2 separate regions of the Gossypium hirsutum genome follow, and region 1 is linked to region 2. Evidence: chromatin contacts called from public Hi-C data. All regions are on one chromosome and are shown on one strand. Each heading gives the region's core, a stretch centred on a gene start, on an enhancer-like site or on the middle of the called end of the contact. The rest is flanking DNA. Distances are from core to core; before and after follow the strand shown. Region 1 holds the start of LOC107917874 (AT-hook motif nuclear-localized protein 10). Region 2 holds the start of LOC107917867 (squamosa promoter-binding-like protein 14).

Region 1 (6,785 bases), core at 1,618-4,117, 270 kb before region 2:
CCATTGCCCCAATTTGACCTTTTATTTCATCACATGCAAAATGCAAAAAACTAATGACATAACACTTTTCTCCAGAGTCAATATGGTTCTAAAGACAACAGTTGACTAAAAATCTTTACGAAGCAAATTAAATGAAAGAAGTTTCGGCAACTTATGACAGGCATATTTGCATCAAGCAAGAAGATGAACATGCCATTTATTAATAAATGGAATAAAAATGAATTTTCAGAATGGTTGACTCTAGCATATAAGAGCAATAAGAAAACGTTTTCCACATAAACCAGGAAAAGTGGTAAGGGAAGTTAAAAAGGAAAAAAGAGAAACCTCTCCCACTTTAACAGTGATAACATGGGGCGTAAATCCAACTCTGGGTGATCCTGCAAAAAGAGAACAATTTAGTGAAATATGTCAGCTACAAAGATAGCTCAGGCTTCTAAGAATCTTCTTTAAAAAATAAAATAAAATAAAAACTTGATAGTCATAGAATGACTATGCTTCATATTGAAAAAGTAATTGAAGGAAAAAAACAAAAGGAAAGAAAAGAACAAAAATCTTGTAATAACAAGAAAGCTGCAATCCTTCAGTATTATTCAAGAATGTTTATGTACATATTATATATATTTATAAAAGCACTCTTGGTAGATGTTAATTGCTAGCTAGCTGCTATTGACATAAGAGAGTGAAGATATAGAAAAACAAGAAAGGGGACACAGAAAAATGAGGCAAGGGCATGGCGGCATGCATATAAGTGATTTGGGAAAGATAAGAATCTGAAGTCTAAAGTCAGATAGAACAGATCCCAAGTCTAAAGTTAGAAGTCTATCTTACAATACAGACAACAGATGCAGATGTGATTCCACAGCATCACAGGTATTTACGTGTTGATATTTGGAATATTAGTTTGATTATCCTTATATAATCTCTTTAAGACTTCCAGTCTTCTACTAATTAGTGGTAAATACTGGTAAGTACTACAGTACTATTAATATTTATTATTACTCAGCAAAGCATCTTGGGTTCCATCCTGTCAGAAATCAGAACCCAGAATCGAGACTACTCCCTACAAATCATCACCAACACCAAAAACATAAACATAAACAAAACTAAAACCATCACTCCTTTATTATTTTTACCGCACTACCCATTTGTTCTCCTCACCTGCCATCCACATCCCACCCACGTGTGTTTGTCTATATATAACACAAAACAGAGTAAAAATGAAAAAGCAGGGAAATCAGATCCTTCCTCTTAGATCTTAATTCCTAAGTATAGTGGCATTTCGAGAACAAGGTAGAAAACAGAAAATGTCGTGCTTTTACCAATCCAAAGCAAAAAAAGACATTCATCAAATTAAACGATTAAAATGCTTTATTCGCGTATCAACTATCAAGAGAAAAGAGTACCCAGAGCTTCAAGTTGATTCTTCTTATTGCAGGAACCACGCGGTCTTCCCCTAGCTTTCTTTCCTGAAGTTGGTGAAGAGGCTGATCCTCCTGAAGGAGGTGGCGGAGGAGTTGGTGAGGGGAATCCTCCTCCACTATTAGATTGGGTTACGCTGACAGAGGAAGGAGCTGGTATAAGAGACAACGGCATGGTACTTTCCGGCCCATACTTCCTGGGCCTCCCTCTCTTCCTCTTCAAGGGTTCGCTCCCCATGCTCATGCTCATGTTCAGAGCTTGCCCTTGTTCTTGAGTGACCGCAGGTCCACCAGCGGACCCCTCGGCCCCACCATCGCCGGAAGCTGGCTGATATGTGAGTGAGGCGGAAGTGATGGGCTTGTACACAGCTGTTCCGTCAGACCTAAAGGCTAAACGCATGTTCTGTATCACCGGTTGTGACGCCACCGGACTCTTCTGTTGCATGCCCAAGCTGTAGGGCTCTCTACTCGCCATCATTCCCGTCTCAGATCCCGACATTCTTCTCCTTTTTCTGTTTGGTGTTTAAAATTGAATTATATATGCTTTTTCAGTTCTTTCCTTTGCTCGTTCCTAAGTAATTCATTAGATCACGAAGCAGCAGCAACAGCAGAGAAGAACCTAATTTTTTAAACAGAAAAATATAATAATCTCAAACATGAAATGCTATACTCATGCTGACTGTTAAGAATTATTGTTCAAAAGAACTCACTCACTGTTTGGTGCACTGAACTCTCACTACTTGAACTCGAACTCGAGAAGTGCAGATTTTTGAAAATGTTTGTATAAATTAAAATGGAGTTTCAAATTTCAACTTGAGCGAGGAACTGTCAGTTGATCAAGCTTTCAAAATTCACTGAAAAAAAAAATTGAGCCTAACAAGCTACCTTGCTCTTAAATCCCAGGTGAAAAATCTATATGCAAAAAAGTAGAATTTACTCATCGCCAAATTTAAACCCTAATAACTGTTGCAATCCTTTCAGTTTTAGTCCCCAAATCTACTCAATTCCATTTTTCTTACAAAGATGAAGCTACAATTTTTTTAATAATGGCTAAAAAAACCCAGGAATTTCTGACCAATTTTACGGACAATTTTCAGAATTTTCGAAAAATTACAGTTTTATAACAAATATATAATCTATTATCCAAAAAAAACAGGAAATAGGAGAAAAAATACAAAAAAAAATGCCAATAACTTACCAATAAATAGGAAATTTTCAGAGACTAAGAGACGGATGAGAAAAAAAAAACGTAGGGATTCTGAAGGGAAAAGGCAAAGTAGCAGCAAACAACTTTTTCCAAAGAAATGCTAGAAATCTGAAATTTTTAGGCGCTGTATTTACTATTTAGTAGTATATTTTATTTCAGATATTTTTATTTTAAATATTTTAGTTTTTCTCTTTCTTTTTTTTTAAAGTAAATTTTTTGTTCTCTTTCTCTGTGTTTTTTTCTATTTTTCTTTTCTTTTTCCCATTACTTAAAGGGCTTTTATTTTAAAAGTAGACAATTAATATATAATTTTTTAATTCAGAAAAATAATATACTAAATCATTCTGTTTGTTATAGTCATAGTTAAGTAAACAGAAATTTATACATTAAATTCATTAAAAATATAAAAAATTAATAAATTATAAGGTAGAGTAAAAATATTTACATATATATATTTTTATGAAAAAAAGTCATTATTCTCTTTAAAAAAATTGGCAACGTAATTTTAGTGTAGAGTACAACTGTACAAGCTTTAATTTGCATTTACTCCAAGTCTCCCACGCCTTGATTAGAATTTAGAATGATAACGCGCTCGTTCCTTCTGTGTTATCTGTTGTAAACTAAAGCCTTCACTCTATGCTTCCTCACCTACTCGACTACTCGCTTCTTTCAAATTGCCACGTAATTTACGGCTTTAAAGATCCCCTACTTTCTTAGTTGTAAAGCGAACAAAGTACTGTAACCCGCTTTTGGCTCCAGTTACCTCTAATATTTTAAAATGATTTTCTTGTTTGAATTTTGAAATTATATTTTTAAGGGTAAAATATCGAGTTCTTCAATTTTCGGATGCTTTCATTTTTTCATCTAAATAAAAATAATTTTAATTTAATCATTATCATTAATAAAAATTTTCACCTATAACAAAAAATCTGATTTTACATACTAAATCTCACTCTAAAATACTTCTTTGATCAAGTCAAACTTGTTTGTCAATCACAGTTTTCTTTCATTTTTCTTTTTCTTGTATTTTGGGTCTTATTTATTCTTCTTCTTCTTCCCTCCCATGTCCGTGCTTCCAACGTCTAGCCCCTATAAGACACGGTACAAATTCCAACATACAGATATCCGTTGTTGCGCAAAGTACAATGACGATGGTCATTTAAATCATAAATTTTCGAATTCGTACATGTAGGCGTCGGTTTTATTAAAACATCTCTGGTTTTGGCACAAGGCTATCTTGGAAAGCTTCTCCCTTGATGCTTGTTGCAGGTAGAGAGCACATACAGTTTTTATGCAAAGTTTTGGATCCTTGCCAAAGGCCACGAGCATCTCCCCCTCAAATTCCCGATTCGACTTATGATTCCTTTTCCTTTTGAGTTGAGAGAGAATCATATCGAAGTCCACTTCATCATTTGAGTTACTTGAGACATCTTGTTGTTCGCTACGAGTATTATTGCAATCGGAATGTTCTTGCGACTCACTACAACTATAGTCACAACTGGTAATGTTGAAGCCCTCAACGATAAAACCATTAGGACTATCATCATCACTCTCATTGTCTGACCCAATCTCATCTTCAACACCCTCAGTTATAGGGCTTCGTTTGCGGAATTTACTTTCATCGTTCTTCCTCGAAGAAATTTTTTTTATTTCTTCTCCTTTAGATTATCTAAGTTGCTTTTGAGGGAATTAAGAAAGCAGTCATCTCCCTCAGGCCTGTTTAACACATGAATTATATATCATTTAGCATGTTGTAATTGTTGGTTGTATTTTGTTTTGGGATTTTAAACTTTTATGTTTTAATAAGTTTTTTTCATAAACTCTAGATTTTCTAGGCTTTGAAAATTTTTGGGTGTTAGAAGCAGTGAAGGAAAAAAGTTGGTTAGGGAAGAAGAAGATTGAATATGACCCAAAATAAAAGAGAATGAAAATGAAAGAAAATTTTGATTGGTGGAGAAGTTTGACTTGGTCAAAGAAGTATTCTATAGTGGGATGGGTTAGGTGATTAAAATGAAAAATTTCTCTAAGGTGATAAATTATAATTATTTTTATTTAAGTGATAAAAAATGAAGGTGCTCAAAAAACTTGGGTGACCAATTAAATAGTTTACCCTATTTTTTATTAAATAGTCAATACAGCTGATGCACGTATGAGTTATTTAAATTTTGTAGTAATAGTTTTAAGATTTAATATTAATGTGATTAGAAAATTAACACATAATAATTTTTATTTACAAAAAACACATAAAACTCAAAGTAATATCAAGTTAATCAACATCACATATAATATAAAGAAATATAAAATTATATTTACGGGAGATGAGTAAGATGGCAAACGTCTCTCCTATCTTAATCAGTGGTCGAGGGTTTAATCCTCGCCCTAGGTATAGAATAACTTTAAAATTTGTGGTCAACATCTACCCCTTAATAGGCTTAGAGAATACGAATGATTAATTAATAGGCTCGCTCCCTTAGATACCTTGAGAAATAAAAAGAATTATTACAATATATGTAGTAATTATATTTTGTCCGAATTAAATTTGGGTTGAGTTCTGATTGAGTGTGAATCTCTTTTTTTTTTATAGTGTTATCTTTAATATTTATTTGTCATAGATTTTATTTTTAAATATTATTTAAGTAGTGAATAAAAAGCCGACTATTAATTAGATTTTAGTGTAATTGATTGTAATTACACAAAACTGACATGTTTGGGTAACCGTTGTAATTGATGAGTATCACAGAATGAATGTAATTGGAACTCCTTAATTGCACCTTTCAATTCTTAGGGGTGAAAATTGGAGTAATTATACAGATAATTACATTCAAATTTAATTTTAGAAAATTAATTTTTATAAAATTTCTAAAAATTATATTATAAGTATGAGCAAATATGAATATTTGAGATAGTTATAACAAAAAATTCTTATATTATAAATCCTAAAAAAATACTATAAAAATAATTTATATATTTTATAAAGTTATACCAAAAAATTATATTATTCAAAATCTATTTTTTTAAATTTATGGGAAAATTATTAGAATTTTTTTTAAATGTTATAAAAGTGTTATAAAACATTTATTTATAAAATGTTATGGCCAAATGTGAACATAACTTATTTATGTGTCCATGCTATATATTATAAAAATAGTATCCTTATTCATAAAAAAAATGTTATAGGTTTTTTTATTATTATAACTTATTTGTAAAAAAATAACTTTCTAGAGTTATGACAACAAAAATATTGTTTATAAGAAGTGTTATGAAAGTATTAGACAATTTATAAAACTTTTTTTATGAATGTTATATATTATAAATTTTATATTATTTTATATTTAATTTACATATCATAGAAAAAGATTTAATCTAACATAAGTTATTCTCTAAATTTAATTTTTATAATTAATGCTATACAGTATTTGGACTAAGAAACCAAATATTATAAGGTAGATGCTAATATGCAAATAGAAAATGTTTTTTTGCACCTTATTGTGAGGATATAATACTATTAGAGAGAATGGTGCCAGACACAAACACCATAGATAGCTTGGAAACTTTTTAATTTGAGACATTCAAAGCTTCGAAATGTGGTTGAGAATACATTTATTGTTCTAAACAATATTTCTTATATTAACATCACATTATAATATTTGTTATTATATTTTTAAAAATATAAATTATGTAATTGTGTAATTACAATTTGTACTACCAAACATAACATAGGAAATTACAATGTAATTATACTATGCCATTCAAACACGTTTAGAAAATTATAATTCTTTGTAATTATTGTAATTACAAGAGAGTGTAATTACTAACCTAGTAATTACGCTTTTATTCAATTATTTTGTGCTGTCCAAACATACATTTATTATTACTTAGATAAAAAAGGGACAACAAGGGAAAAAAAGAGGTAAAAAAAAGAAAGAAGTTAAGGGGAAGATGGTTTTACTAGGAGAGTTAAAAAAACGATAGGGGGACTTTCAAAACTTTTTTTTTTACAGATATTGATAATCTTGAGGTTCTCTAGAGAAAGGAAAAAATCGATCTAACACTCAAGAATAACCTTCATTGTTCATAACTCATCATTGTCAGTGCCTCCTCTTGAATCTGAGATCTACATCGAGCCCTAGACCTACAAGAAGGTGTGAAAGCTTCAGTAA
Region 2 (7,821 bases), core at 3,583-6,082:
AAATTACGATATAACTATAATCTATCAGCCAAACATGTTTAGGAAATTACAATTCTTTATAATTACAACAGAATATAATTACTAACTTAATAATTACACTTTCATTTAATTAAATTGTACTGTCTAAATAAACCCCAAATAAAACTAACAAATTATAATACTCATCTAATATTTACACCCAAATCTAATCATTCAATCTATATTTAAATGCACCCTTATTGTAAAATATGTTTTGGTTATTCATTGTAATCGAAAGACTTCTCCGAAAACATATTGATGTTCTTTTTCTTAATATTAGAAGAAACATGACAATGACGTGTAGTGCGGCGTTATTGATTCATTGGCATGTACTTTTGCTTTGGCTTCTTGTTATCCAAAACGTTAGGCGTCAGCTGAATTTGTTGGTCTCGGTAGTAACCAAAATATTAACCATAGACACTCTAAAAAAAAAAAAAGGTTCATTATTGAATCCGAGAGATAAATTTTAAAAAAAATCATAAAAACAAATATATGGTGACAGTTATAGAATGTGATTGAATATTATATGGTAATATTTTTGTTGGTTGCTTCATAAATTTGCAAGGTTACTTAATTTCAATATTAACTACATGTTTTAGTGTAAATGTGTATGATTGGAAGTTGAATGGAATGGCTTGGTTTTTTTATAATCTCAATGGATAAGTTGTGCATTGATTTGACAAATCAATTTAAATGGATATCCATATATTTTAATTTTAATGTTAAAATTATGGGTTGACAAATCAAATAAGAAAAAATTAAGAAAATGGTGCTTTCAAGTTTTAGATGTTGACCTTTTGGATTAAATAATTTATTGTTCTCCAATATTTAAAGAATATATAATTTTTTCTACTAATTTTTTTATACTAATATCATAGTTCAGAATTATTGTTAGAGTTGAAAATTACTTCTGAGGAATTTTTTTTTCATATTAACTAACTTCTTTTCTAACATTTTGAGTCATCTTTTTCTAATAATACTACTAAATTAACTCTTATACATTCTATTAAGACTAAATGCTGAATAATAATGTAATTAGAATCACAAACGTTAGGTGAAATAGTAATGGTGTTTTCTATTTTAACCAATGGTTGAGAGTTTAATTCTCGTCACTTTAAAGCTCATAACCATTATTTTTACTCTTTAATCCACTTCTTACTAGGAATGTATACAAGAAATTTGTGATCACTTTCATAAAATGTGTTTATTCTTGAAATATATTTTTTAAAGGTTTTCCTAAAATATTTTTTTAAATTTTATAATTACTTGCTTGTTGCTATCAATAATACTTCAAATAATAAATCTTTTTTGCTGGTTGGTTACTTTTTAATTTGTATTTCTTCTACAGGTAATGCTTTTTTTTTCCTTTCAAACTGAGATTATTGATAAGCTGTATGTACATCTAGTTTTTGAATCTTACTTTACTTTTGGATTTGGTTGATGTTTACAAATTTTTAGATTTTCTTTTATTATATTATTTTTGAAAATATTTAATTCTTTACGAGTTAAAATTTAAAAAATAATACTCGATTTAATTTGAATCAAATATTAAATTTGGAAGTTAAAATCAAAATTACCATTAATTAAATTCAGACTCTACCTCTTCGTTTTCACCCCTCGATTCTCCCTCCGAATGAACCGGTGAAAATGTAATTTCCTTTACAACTGGCATTCATTCAATTAAAAGAGTAGAAATGCATTAAATTGAAGTGTAATGTGAATCACCATAGTATCAATGATAGCTTTGATGCCTTGTTTTCATTTTAACTTTTTAAAACAATTATTAGTTCTCATAAAAATAAAAATAAAAATTCCCCAAGAATTAAATTACCGATTAGATTCAGTAATTTTGAATAAGGTATTTCACGATTGAATTGGGATGAACCGATCCTACTAACTATTTTAATAAACTAGGCATGTTGTTATTTAAAATCAATTATAAAATATTAAATATTGTTATATCTCTAACATATCATTCATTGTTGAACTATGTGACGTCTACACTTAAAGGTAAAACTCATGAAGCTCGGACTCATGGCTTTATTAGAAGCATAGTCTTAGCTTTCCCTCACAATAACAGCATATCACATAAAGTGGATTTGCATAATCTCCAGAAGATATATAAAAAAGAGCTCTTGTTAGAACTTGCTAATTCAACTCCATCTCAAACCTGATGGCGCACTGTCTAGTCATCTAACATCGACTTCAAAAATGTCTTTAGATTGAAATCTGCTAGTCTAACCCCTACACCTATAAAGTGGAGTGCTTGATGACTAGGGCCTTAATAGTCACTCTCCCTCTATAAATATCTACTCTCTGCATCAAAGTAAGAGAAAAACCCATAGAGAAAAGAACTCATCTACTCACAATACAAACACTCTATAACCACTCCTAATCAGCTTAACCCTCCATCCTTAGTAGCTTTCCGCACCACTTATGGTGTGAACCATCATTATTGTACACCCTAAGTACTTGTATAACTTAATTGTTATAATAATTGGCGTTGTTTGTTGGAAACAAATAAAAAATTATGTCTTTACCCTTAGAGAGCTATTGCCATTAAGAATAAGAAAGCCAAAAAGCTATCCACTATCAACTCCATGTTGGTACTAGAACAAAGATCAAAATGACGTTGTGGAAGCCTATAACTTATCCTTTCCGCAATTACAATGATGGAGCCATAATCATACCCATCCATTCTTTCCACAATTTATTGGGAGACAATAAGTAACCAAGAAATGAAGTAAAAATATTTTTAGAGTTAAAGGCAAACTCTAAGATGTTAACACAACCCTATCTTAAGGGCGTAACCAAATCTCTCTGCCCCGATAAAGGGAAGATGAGGCTGTAATAAGGTGTCAAAGCTATTGACATATAAAACATTTAACGGGGTGTCATTTACACTGTATCTTCATTACACTCTTTTAAATACCTCGTAAAAGGATATTCTTAGCAAGGCTAAAGGAATGTTGAGAACTCTACCACTTATACAGTCCAACCTATAGAAGAGGAAGTCTACAGCTGAGCGCCTTATCACAATGATAAAGTGCCACACAACAAATGACTACCTTAACCTGAAGGATATCACCGAAGTAGTTGTAAGAAAAGAACAATTGGAAAGATTCATAGAACAAAGACTCTATTCTTTAGAAGATGGAAGAGCGGGGCACCACAATAAAAGGAATCTTAAGAGTCTCCAAATATTGGTGCAAAAGTAGGGGATCTTAGGATGTTAACACACGATGGCCACCCATTCACAAATAAAGCCAATAGGGAAAAAGGATGAATATGATCCCCTAAGGTTGACTGCTTGGCAAGACAAAAAATCCAACCTTTCCATATGCGCCAAAATCATAGTTCAGCAACCATTGGACAAAGAAGGTAGCCTAGAATGAAGGTGGAATACCTTTCAAGATAGAAGGTGCACAAGCTTTATAGGAAGAAAATGACCCTAAATAGATCAATGTATATTCATTTTAATGACAAAGGGAGACTATTTTGTTATGCCAAGTGACTTAACAACACAATGGTCACATGAAAAAGTTAAGGCACTCATATGAAGTTAACATGAGGATAAAGTTGATTTCATATTCACGGCCCCCTCCATAGATCTCCTTATTAGAACAAGAATGCCTAATAACACTTTAGGAAGTAGTTTGGGGAGAAAAGAAAAGGATCAAAAACAATGTCGACTTCTCAAATGCACAAAGGAGAAAGCCTTCCCTTTAAAGAGGTAATGAAGGGATACCTTGATAATTTCCTTCATCTAAACATGATCACTCCCCAAACCTTATTGTTAGATATATGCACAGCATTTGTTACATCTTATCACTGCCAATTAGAAGGACACAAGGAAAACCACTTGAATGGAAATAGAAGGGGGTCAAAGAAAAAGAGAAACTTGTCTTCTTAACTCTTCCATCCCTTATGAAGCTTTGCAACGTAGCTATTGGACGCAACGTCTTATTTTTACAAGAGCTGTAAAGACAAGGAAATAAGTTTTAAAATTTTGGTGTGAGATCTAGGAAGTTTCAAACTATTAGCACACGTCCAGGACCTTCATCCTCAAGCTTTAGACCAATGAAGAGGAAAACAAAGAGATTCCTTAAGGGGCAACCCATATGAAGTGTGAGTGTAACACCTGGTTTTCGAAATATCAATTTTAGGTCGAATTTATTAAACCTAGCTATTTTGGGAAGTCAAATCAAGAAGTTTTTGGGAGTGGGCATGATAGTGAATTAGAGGCTCATTAGTTAGTGACCAAGTATTAATTAGAATAATTAGTTGGTTGATAATGAAAATTTAAAGATTAAGGCCTATGAACTAAATTGTAAGGCTAGAAAAATTAAAGGGGTCAATGTGAGAAAAACTGAAATACATAATTTAAGATAAGAGAGATCTTTAATTCATAACAAATTCAAACCCCTTATAACAAAATTCCCATTTTAAAAATTCAAGTATCATCTTATATAAATATCTAAAAAAAACATTATATATCCAAATACATTCCAACTCCCAATCAATACTAATTAAACTAGTAATGAAGGGCTTATTAAACACAAAATTCAAGAACTTAGTTAACCATTACCATACATACAAGTACAACTCAAAAACAACAAAGAACGTGCTACTTACACTTACGGGTAATGACTAAACTAGACAAGTTAAGAACAAGGAAAGGAAGAGTCTTGGATTCTTCGTTGCTCCGTGGGCGGCCCTAAATTATGAATATAACCTCAATCCAGCTTCAATTTACGATTTACGGCAACACCCGACCCCTAATATTAAACAAACCTGATAAAATAAATAAAATAATTCAAGCTAAGGCAAAGGCAAAGGCAAAGGCAAAGGCAAAGGCAAAGGCAGTCACAGCGAAAAAGTAAAAAAAATTAGAAATGGAATACCAGCCTACTAACTAGTCTGCTACCAAGTTTTACTTTTTGCTTCTTCTTCTTCTTCTTCTTCTTCTTCTTATTTCTTTTGAGAGAGACAACAAAAAAGTAAACCAAAGTTGTGGAGCCAAACCCAAGTTCCCAGTTGTTTCATGTTCATCTTCTCGGATCTGACTGCGTTTCCTTGCTGTTCTACCTTTGATTCCTATATATATTTTTTTCCGTTTTCCTTGTCTTTTTTTTTTAATTTCAAAGAGGGAGACGCAAGTCCAAGTCTGATGGTTGGTATCTGGGAGAAAGGAGAATTCAGATCTGTGATTACCATGAAGTAAAAGGCTGAAAAGGTTGAAGGCGGTGGTTGCTTTCACTTCTTTTTAATTTTTTTATTTGCTTTTACGAGATGATGAAGCGTTAAGCTGGGATTTGGTTAAGGTATCTTATTTATTTACGCGCCTATATTTTCTATTTGCTTGTGTTGTATCATTCATCTGGCTCTTTTTAATTTAATTTTTTTTTTACATTTCTCTAGTAGTTCCCAATCTTTGTCTGATCTGATAATCAGCCGTGAAATCCTCAAGCTGAGGTTTTTGTGAAAGGTATGTTTCAAATCTTCTTTATTTTCTTATGCGCATATATTTGCTATTTATTTGGATAACTGTTATCATTCATCTTGCTCTTTTTTAGATTTTAATTTGATTTCTACATGTGTCAGTCGTTGAATATGTTTTTATCCAAGTCCCAATCTTTGTCTGATCTGATAATCTGCCCTGAAAATTATGATCCGGAGTGTTTATTCTCAAGCCTTATCATCCCCTATAAGATTTGACTATTCATCTTTCTTATTTTGACTTTTTGGATGAGATGAACTACTTTCTCTTATGTTAGTAGTTATAGATTCTCAAAAATAACTTGTTAAAATAGCCATTTCTTTTGTCCAGAGATCATTTGGTGTCTGGAAAACCAAGTTATTTTCAGACCCATGGAGGATGCAGGCGCGCAAGTAGCTCCTCCCCTTTATATTCATCAGGCCCTTGCCAGCCGCTTCTGTGATACGCCTTCTTTACCCAGGAAACGTGACCTTTCTTATCAGGCCTCAGACTTTCTGTACCAAAACCCTTCACAGCAGCGTGTTGCCAACCCCAGGGACAACTGGAACCCAAAGCAATGGGAGTGGGATGCTGTGAGATTCATTGCCAAACCCTTAAACACCGAGATTCTTCAGACAGGGACTGCTACAGCAGAACAGAGAAAGAAAGGTCATGTTAATGGGAATGAAAACTCTATAACATCCAAAAAGGCCACTGCAGCAAATGATGATGATGAGAGACTGCAACTGAATCTAGGTGGGGGATTGAATTCTGTGGAAGAGCCTGTTTCTAGGCCTAACAAAAAGGTCCGTGGTGGATCGCCTGGGAGTACCAGCTACCCCATGTGTCAGGTTGATAATTGTAAGGAAGATCTTTCTAATGCAAAGGACTATCACCGTCGGCATAAAGTGTGTGAGATTCATAGTAAAGCGACTAAAGCTCTTGTTGAGAAGCAGATGCAGAGGTTCTGCCAGCAGTGTAGCAGGTTGGTACTTTTATGTTCTCATTCTTAAAATTTTTACCCTTGGCATCTAGTTTTTTAGCTATTGGTTGAACCCACATCACCTTTATAATGCTTATGTGCAGGTTTCACCCTCTTTCTGAGTTTGATGAGGGGAAGAGAAGTTGTAGGCGTAGGCTTGCCGGGCATAATCGCCGTAGAAGGAAGACACAACCTGAAGATGTGACCTCACGGCTTTTACTCCCTGCAAACAGGGATAATGCCGGGAATGGAAGTTTAGATATTGTCAGCTTGCTGACTCTTTTGGCTAGGACACAAGGCAAGAAATTTTTTCTAAATGAGTAAAATTTACAAATTATACTTTTTAAGTTGAAGATGATGTTTGTGCGCTTAATGTATAGGTAAAACTGAGGACAAAAGCATTAATCCCTCACCGGTTCCAAATAGAGATCAACTCCTTCAGATTCTTAGTAAGATTAATTCATTACCTTTGCCAATGGACCTGGCTGCAAAGCTACCCAATGTTGGAGTTTTGAACAGGAAGAGCCAGGAGCAACCTTCGCTAGGCAATCAAAACCAATTGAATGGGAAAAACACATCTTCTCCATCTACAGTAGATTTGCTTGCTGCCCTTTCAGCTACATTGACGTCCTCTTCTTCCGATGCCCTTGCAATGTTATCTCAAAGAAGCAGCCAGAGCAGTGATAGCCAGAAGACCAAGTCCATCTGTCCTGATAATGTAGCTGCTTCCAGCTCGTTAAACAGAGCTCCTCTGGAGTTTACTTCATTCGGAGGAGAAAGAAGCAGTACCAGTTATCAATCTCCTGTTGAAGATTCAGAATGCCAGATTCAAGAAACTCGAGCTAATTTACCATTGCAGCTATTTAGCTCCTCACCTGAGGATGATAGCCCACCAAAGCTAGCATCATCTAGGAAATATTTCTCTTCTGACAGTAGCAATCCAATGGAGGAAAGATCTCCATCTTCATCTCCAGTTGTACAAAAATTCTTCCCGATGCATAGCACACCTGAAGCTGTCAAATATGAGAAAGTGCCCATTGGCAGACATGCTAATACAAATGCTGAGACAAGCAGGGCTCATGGTTCTATTATACCTCTTGAGCTTTTTAGTGGGTCAAAGAGAGGAACAGGACGTGGTTCATTTCAACATTTCCCTTCTCAAGCGGGGTATACGTCTTCTTCTGGGTCAGATCATTCCCCCTCTAGCTTGAACTCTGATGCTCAGGTATCGTATAAGTAGTACCTATTCTAATTTTTATTTAGGTTATACTTCATTTTGCTTTCTTTTACCATGCATCATGCTTGTGCTTGGTATGTGTGTTACATTAACATTTCTAATGGT

What was found. A called contact is a pair of places that touch in the nucleus more often than the background predicts.
Region 1: a contact with region 2 is called in a Hi-C map of leaf, with 2.6 times the contacts expected there. The contact joins the promoter of LOC107917874 here to the promoter of LOC107917867 in region 2. A contact is called at or near these places in 2 of 34 Hi-C or Micro-C datasets (both in leaf).

The regions. Positions count from the first base shown.
Region 1 is chrA01:19,202,253-19,209,037 of Gossypium_hirsutum_v2.1, reverse strand. It overlaps LOC107917874 (AT-hook motif nuclear-localized protein 10), which reads right to left and starts at 2,867. Exons shown (of 6, transcript XM_016847247.2): 1 at 2,617-2,867; 2 at 1,404-2,037; 3 at 325-377. The coding sequence starts at 1,917.
Region 2 is chrA01:18,935,150-18,942,970 of Gossypium_hirsutum_v2.1, reverse strand. It overlaps LOC107917867 (squamosa promoter-binding-like protein 14), which reads left to right and starts at 4,832. Exons shown (of 12, transcript XM_016847235.2): 1 at 4,832-5,342; 2 at 5,440-5,506; 3 at 5,849-6,482; 4 at 6,584-6,777; 5 at 6,860-7,704. The coding sequence starts at 5,890. It overlaps LOC121229639 (a long non-coding RNA gene), which reads right to left and starts at 5,063. Exons shown (of 2, transcript XR_005927493.1): 1 at 4,923-5,063; 2 at 4,462-4,812.